2 separate regions of the Callithrix jacchus genome follow, and region 1 is linked to region 2. A link is a contact called in public Hi-C data. All regions are on one chromosome and are shown on one strand. The core of a region is the stretch at or near the end of the contact, and the rest is flanking DNA. Distances in the headings are between cores, read along the strand shown.

The links. Hi-C and Micro-C count contacts between places; a contact is called where the count stands out from the background.
Region 1: a contact with region 2 is called in a Hi-C map of induced pluripotent stem cells, with 4 times the contacts expected there. The contact joins two enhancer-like sites. A contact is called at or near these places in 2 of 3 Hi-C or Micro-C datasets (induced pluripotent stem cells and skeletal muscle).

What each region holds. Positions count from the first base shown.
Region 1 is chr15:10,488,881-10,492,233 of calJac240_pri, reverse strand. No RefSeq gene overlaps it. Among named protein-coding and RNA genes, the nearest start is that of SOX2, 540 kb to the right of the region's middle. Within about 2 kb of position 1,738, at least 3 of the 16 cell types and tissues checked have an H3K27ac peak or open chromatin away from gene starts, as enhancers often do.
Region 2 is chr15:9,939,775-9,943,148 of calJac240_pri, reverse strand. FXR1 (FMR1 autosomal homolog 1) reads right to left here. Exons shown (of 21, transcript XM_078350229.1): 19 at 269-554. Among named protein-coding and RNA genes, the nearest start is that of SOX2, 13 kb to the left of the region's middle. Within about 2 kb of position 1,633, at least 3 of the 16 cell types and tissues checked have an H3K27ac peak or open chromatin away from gene starts, as enhancers often do.

The sequences.
Region 1 (3,353 bases), core at 489-2,988, 550 kb before region 2:
TTCTTCAAAGGAGCACTGGTTAGACTGAAGAGCTTCTGAACTACTGGAGCTCAGAGATTACCATCAATAAACATGGATAATTCCATGAGATAGAGCCTTGGATGACCCTGTCCAGAATGATCCAGAACCTCAACAGCTTTCCTGTTCCTGGCCTGGCATGCAGGGCAGACAGCCACACCAGCAGGGATGAGCCAACACAAGAAATGACTTAAAGAAGCAGAGGACGTGCTGGGCATTGGACTGGGATTTAGGGGTCTTCAGAAAGTCTCAAAGCAGTGCCTCGAACTAGTTCCTTTCTCCCGGCCAGTTCCAAAAATGCCATTTGTGTCCCAATCCCCGTAGTCCTTTTATGCTCCCCCCAGACCCAGTGCTTGGCTGATGGGTCCTGCTGCAGAGGCTTGGGCCCAGATGTCTGCATTTGCTTTCCTGGCTAGTTTCTAAGACAAAGCCTTGATGAGAAAATCAACTCACACAAAAAAAAATCTCTCTTGGTTCCAGCCGCACTCTGGTCGATCCCAGCAGCCTGTGAAATTTCTTTGAGAAGGAGTGTGTTCAAATGTGAGTAAACTGCATAGCTCACTTGCTAAAGCCATACTCTCAAATCCTCAGCCTTCCTAACCTGCTGACCATGACCGTCATCGTGTGGTCATCAGCCACATCAATAAAAAGAAAGAGAAGAATTTAGAATAAGTTCCTCTTTAAGTCTTGGATCTAATTTTACACCTGTGTGTCTGTGTGTCGGGATGCCCCCACCCCATCCTGACATACAGACATACATGCACACACAGGGTACCTGGCTGGTTTCCCCACTGCTATACCTTCGTTCATGCTGATCCATTCGCCTAGGACTTACTTAGACCCAATTCATCCTGCAAAGCCAACTGAAGCCTTTTTTCCTCCACGTTCTCACAATATTCTCCTTCCCAAGAACCATTCCTAGCACTCACTACACAATTTAAAAGCTGCATGTTAATAGTCTTTCTTCACTGGTTCCCAGCACCTTAGGGCAACGGCTGCACCTTACTTGGCTCTGCCTCAGTATCAGGTTCACCGAAGTCACTCACTGTGAGACACTCTCCAAACCCAACATTTCCTGTGGCTTTCCCTGATCACGGCAGCCCATGCCGATCCCCCTCCTGGCTCTCAGATCCCACTGTGCACACTCAGAACTGTGCAACTCGATGTCTACACTCTTCTTGAGTTGGGTCATGCTCTTTCTATGCTGTTCTCGCAGTCAGATCCTCAAGGATGTAGAACCTGTCGCATGTCCCTTCTGTCGGCTGCACAGGTTCTGGAAGTGCTGGGTGAGAGAGATACAAACATTAGTTGTGCGTTACTTGTTTTCTGAGAAAGGAAGGGGCAGTAACAAACCGATCATAAACCACCACAAAAAAAGAGGGATTTCAGGAATCCTGTGGGCAGGGATTTTCTCAGGAGTGGTACTCCCCTGGTAAAACATGGTAGGTTCTATTTGTTTTTGTAATTAATGCTCATTTCCTGAGGGCCTTCTATAAGGCAGACTTCATTTTATTCAACATGTTTACATGCATTAAGTCGTTTAATTTTCATGAAAATACTGCAGGTTAGATATCTTTGTCCTCACTTCACATATGAGGAAATTGAAGCTTGAGAGGGTTTGGTGACTTGCAAAGGTCACCCAGCTAGTTGGAGAAGATCCAAGAGCCCAATCCAGTTCTGTGAGGCTTTAGACCCTGTGTGCTCTTTCCAGGTACTGCTGAGTTTAGCCTGGCCAAGCACTCCTGGAGCCTTCTTTCCTATTGTTCCTTCATCATAGCAACGATCCCACCACTTGGGTCTCTCCTCTGGCTCATGGGTCTTCTCCTCCTCTGGACGAGGCCATGTTGGTTTGGGTGCTTTAAGGCAACTAAATTTCCATTGGTGAGCCTGAATGTCCAGTTCATCTTGGGACTATGGAAAGCTTGGAGGCTCTTAAAGCAATCTGGTTTACCCAGAGTTCAAGAGATTGGGAGCAGCCTAGAGCCAGCAAGGAGGCCCCCAAGGGTCAGTGCTAATTGGGGCAGATGCCCCAGGGGTACATAGCCCAGACTGTTCCCAAGGAGTTCAGCTGGAACCAGATTGCCTCAGGAATGTGAGTGAGGCAAACAACTGCTTGATTGTTTGAGCCCCTGCCCTTGGTACTGGGTACTGCTTCCCAGCTAAATGTAGGCCAACAGGATTTCTGAAAACTGTTTGTAAAGCTGAACGCAACACTTCCTTCATTTGCATTTAAAAAATAAACTCAGCCTTGAAATGGGCATTAGGCAAGCCCTTCCTGAAAACTGAGAAAGAGTGTAATGGGATAGATCGCTGCTGTCCAAATTGAGGGACTTGCAGGTAACACTAGAGCTTTTCTCTAGCATTGGTTTAAACCCTCCATCCTGAATGTCCTACATTTAAGCACTTGTTCACAATCCTTCCCAATCCATAGTGTCCATTATTTATGAATTAAGTTTAGGACAGACAGTGGAAAGGCTCGTATCAATCTCTGTTATCTAGCCTATCTGCTGCTGTCCTCTCAGTCTCCAGCCACCCACACTATGTATTTAGTGAAATGAAAGTTTTGAATAACATTGACTACCTTTTGAGAAAGAGATTACATTTCTACTGCAAGTCCTCTGTATCTCCTGCATCAGATCTGATCTAATGATACTGAAGCTGGGTGCAGTGGCTCACGACTGTAATCCCAACACTTTAGGAAGCCGAGGCAGGTGGACCACTTGAGCCCAGGACTTTGAGACCAGCCTGGGCAGCATAGTGAGATTCTGTCTCTACAGAATGATTTTTTTAAAAAAATTAGCTGGTCATCGTAGTGCATGCCAGTAGTCCCAGCTATTCAATAGGCTGAGGTAGAAGGATTTCTTGAGCCAGGGAGGTCAAGGCCGCAGTGAGCCCGATAATAATATGAGAATAATAAGATAAAAACTTGCCAGATTTAATCTCGTCAGATGCCTACTTTTTAAAAACCAAATTCTTTGTAAAAGTACCGTGACATGCCATTCTGGGCTTCATGGATTTGCTCTCAGGGAAAAATACATCTGCATACATAGTGAGTTAATACATATGAATGAAGGTTTCTAGATGAGTTTTGAAGATGACCTCCACCTTTTCTTCTCCTTCTGGACTTTATCCACAGAGCCATTTTTTTTTTTAAAGGAATCAAGAATGACTGTTGTTACTGTGAGCAGATGTAGCTAAAATGAACAATATTTCAACATGTGGCCGATACACTTATATATTAAATGACAGGGAACACTTTCAGAAATACGCTTTTTTTCTCCCAAACTTAAAACATTTTTCCTCCTTTTGAAAGCTCCATTGAAAAGGACTGTTTT
Region 2 (3,374 bases), core at 384-2,883:
ACAGTCCAGAATAGAATAAAATAATGTCATTTCATTTCTGCATTTGTTAAAGAAATCTAAATGAGCATTTAATTCCAAAAGTTAACGCTTTCAGACGTAAATCTGCCAGTGTTAAATGACTGCCACACTGAGTGCATTTCCAGATATCTTAAAGGTCAAACGCATTAAAAAAAAACACACACACACACAGAATGAGTGGGGAAGAAAGTGAGGTGGGGGGAGGAGTGAGCTAGCAGTGGATGTCAAAGTTGGGTTGCAAGCTACTTACATGTCCATGCCAGATCAGGGTGTTGTCTTGTAGCAGTTTGATTGGCAGGTAAAAAAGCGAAAGAACGTGAGGGCTCCCTGAGCCTCTTGTCAGCCCAAGCTTGATCACTTCTCACCGGACAGAACGAGTTGAAGGAGCTTGCAGTTCCCCTCTCGTCCTTCATCCAAAGCACCGTGAATCCATTTCGGCTTTTCTTCCCCCCAGTCTTTCCATCAGCCTCCTGGCTTCACCCGCATCGCCTTACACCAGCCTCCAAGACCTAGCCTAGCTTTGCCACTGCAATCCCCTGCAACAAGAAAAATCGTTTATGGCTTAAAACCCCAAATGGCTGATTTTTTAAAAGAGAGAGAGAGAGAGAGAGAGAGGGAGAGGGAGAGAGAGAAGAGAGAGAGGGTGAGGGGGAGCGAGAGGGGGAGCGAGAAGAATGTACCCAGAGAACAACAAAAAAGTCAGTTATCCTAACACTGCTCTGTCCCCCCACCGTACAGAAGAAGAATAAAAAAAAAAGCTTTATGTTTTTTCAGTGGGTATTCAAAGATAATTTGATGCCATTGTTTCTGCTACAGATGGTTCTTTTAAATACAATAACACGGCTCTTTGTGCAGGCTACCCACAATAAAAATCGAAAGCGTTCCCCTGAATAACCATTTTGTTCTCTCTTGTATGGGGCCAACAAAAGATGCCGTGAGGTAATGGGTTCTGTTTATTGAAGGCATAGAATAGGGGGTTGATAAAGATTTTTTTAAAGCAGAAGACCTTGCAAGGTCGGGCTGATCTCTTCATATTTTTTTTATTAAAATATTTGTCCAATAGATTATTCCTTGGTGCAGCTGCAGGTTCCCTCCTCAATTCTTAATCAGCCCAAACATCTGTCTCTTTGAGGAGGCTTTTAAAAATCTACAATTGTATCATTGGTGCAGTAACCTTATCAAACCCTGAGTTTTTAGGCTCAGTACAGGCAAAGGCAATGAAGTTTCAATTCTATTTGGTCCTGATGGGGTGAGGCGGAGGGTTGGGGGAGAGGAGATAAGCAACCCCAGATAGAGTGACTGAAAAAAAAAATGAGGCTTTCCTCTCCCCCACTGCCTGGTTGGCCGTGCACAACTGTATGAGCCAGACACACAGATCGCTGAGGGCTTCTTTCATCCCGAGGTGTTTCTCCTCATCTCTCTAAGCCCCCGCCAGTATTCGCATGCTAGACAGGGCCAGGCATGTTTTCTGACCGTACTTGCCCTCTCCTCCAGTAAGGTCTCCAATCCTGGAAAACCTAGGATGGGAGCCCAGTGGGAGGAGTGGAACAGGCTAAAGGTTAGTCTCCAGCACCCAGAAGGTCCTACTCTTGGCTCTCTTTGATTCATCATTAGCTAGCTTTGACTCACTGATTGCAACCATGCGAGGGACTGGTGGCAACAGCCCTCCTGCTACAGCACGCTACCCCTCATTGCTCTTACAGCCACTGGCTTCCTCCCTCTCAGCTGCACGGACAGCATCGGCTTCCTCTAGCTGGGGAAGCCCTGCCACCTAGACCCCCGAGGTCTGTATCAACTTTGAGAGAGCCTGAGCACTCGGCAGTGGGGGTGCTGCTGGGGACGGCATCAGTGACTGACCAGGTCTGGCCACCTGTCCATAGGGATCGATGCCAGGGATCTCTGGGCCTCCAATAGCCCAGGGCGGCAGTAATCCTCTTTCGTGACTCCTGATCTGTGTGTTGTCACTTGTGGCAAGACAACAGTGTGGAAAAATGGCTTTAATCTGAAAAACACTTTTCACTGGACTCTCTACCTCTGTCCTCACCCAGTTCATTTCTCCCTTTCTTCTCATAAACCTTTTAAGATAAATACTCAAATGAATCCCTTGGCAGAACTGATCTCAACTGCTACTTTCCCTTTTGGAAACAATTATGTTATTGGTTTGTAATTGGTCTGGAGTCATCTCATAAGGAATTTTCATGGACTATCACTTCAACACCAGGTCAAGCCTTTCCTATGAAGCTTGAAAAACAAAGACAGCAAAACAGAAAATTAAGTAATTTTTCACATGGTTGTTTCTCAAAAATTCATTCTGTATCTCAGGATAAAGAGTCCAATCTCAGAAAAGAATGAAATTCAAGACAATACTAAAAAAAGTTATGCAGCTTCCAATACTCTCTGGATCAAGAAAAATGTGTCTGTAAAAGTGTGAGTGCCTTGGGGGTAGAAGGGAAATGAAGAGAGCACAGCAAGAATGACTTTCAACAGAACAGGCTAAGGAGTGTGAATTTGTTACTTATGGTATTGTAGGAGAGGGTAGGGACATTATGCAAAATTCAATCAATACTAGAAACTTCTTCCAACTAAAGGTGGAACGGGGGAGGGTGAATGTAAAATGTTTTAGGCGGTCTTTTCATAAAAAAGTAATCCACTGGAATAGCTGAACGATCTCTTCCTGCTTCTTGTGTCATATATATTTTTCGGATATCAAAACTTACAAAGGATGCACTAACTGAAAACAAGCCATTTCCTTTTTTTAAAACAAGAACCTGAAAGAAGAATCTGAACTGCTGTCTTCTTTCCACTGAGGGGTTTTGGGCAGAATCTAAGACTGTAAGATAAGAGTGCATCAGCGAGTAGCCCAAGGTGAGTCAAGGTGAGGAAGCCTGGTATGTCTTACTACTTGGATCTATTCCATCCCAGCCATAAGAAAGTTAAAAATCCCTCAATTGACCTCGCTCTCCGGTGGGAGATCAGGGAGACATCATTTATAAGGCAAGTCAGCAAAAGTTGTCTCAAAAACTGTGATGCAATGACATCTCATCTGACGTAGGGAAAGACTCAGCATTTAACTAAAAAATGTAGAACGTGAAGATGCAAGGTGCGGGGCCAAACTGACCAACTGTCTTGACAGTTGAGGTGGTCAGGAACCAGTTGTCTACAACTGGAAAACTGCCTTTAAAAACAAAAACAGAAACACTTTCTGAATCCAGAGGGCAGAAACTGAGGTGACTGGCCCGTGCCCCTCTGGCTGGAGCTAACACATCACCGAGACGATGCTGGTTGGAGAGATGGCTTTCTCACGGGCTTGGGAAATTTATGGACCTTTATTTACAGGTGGCTCTGAACTGCAAGCT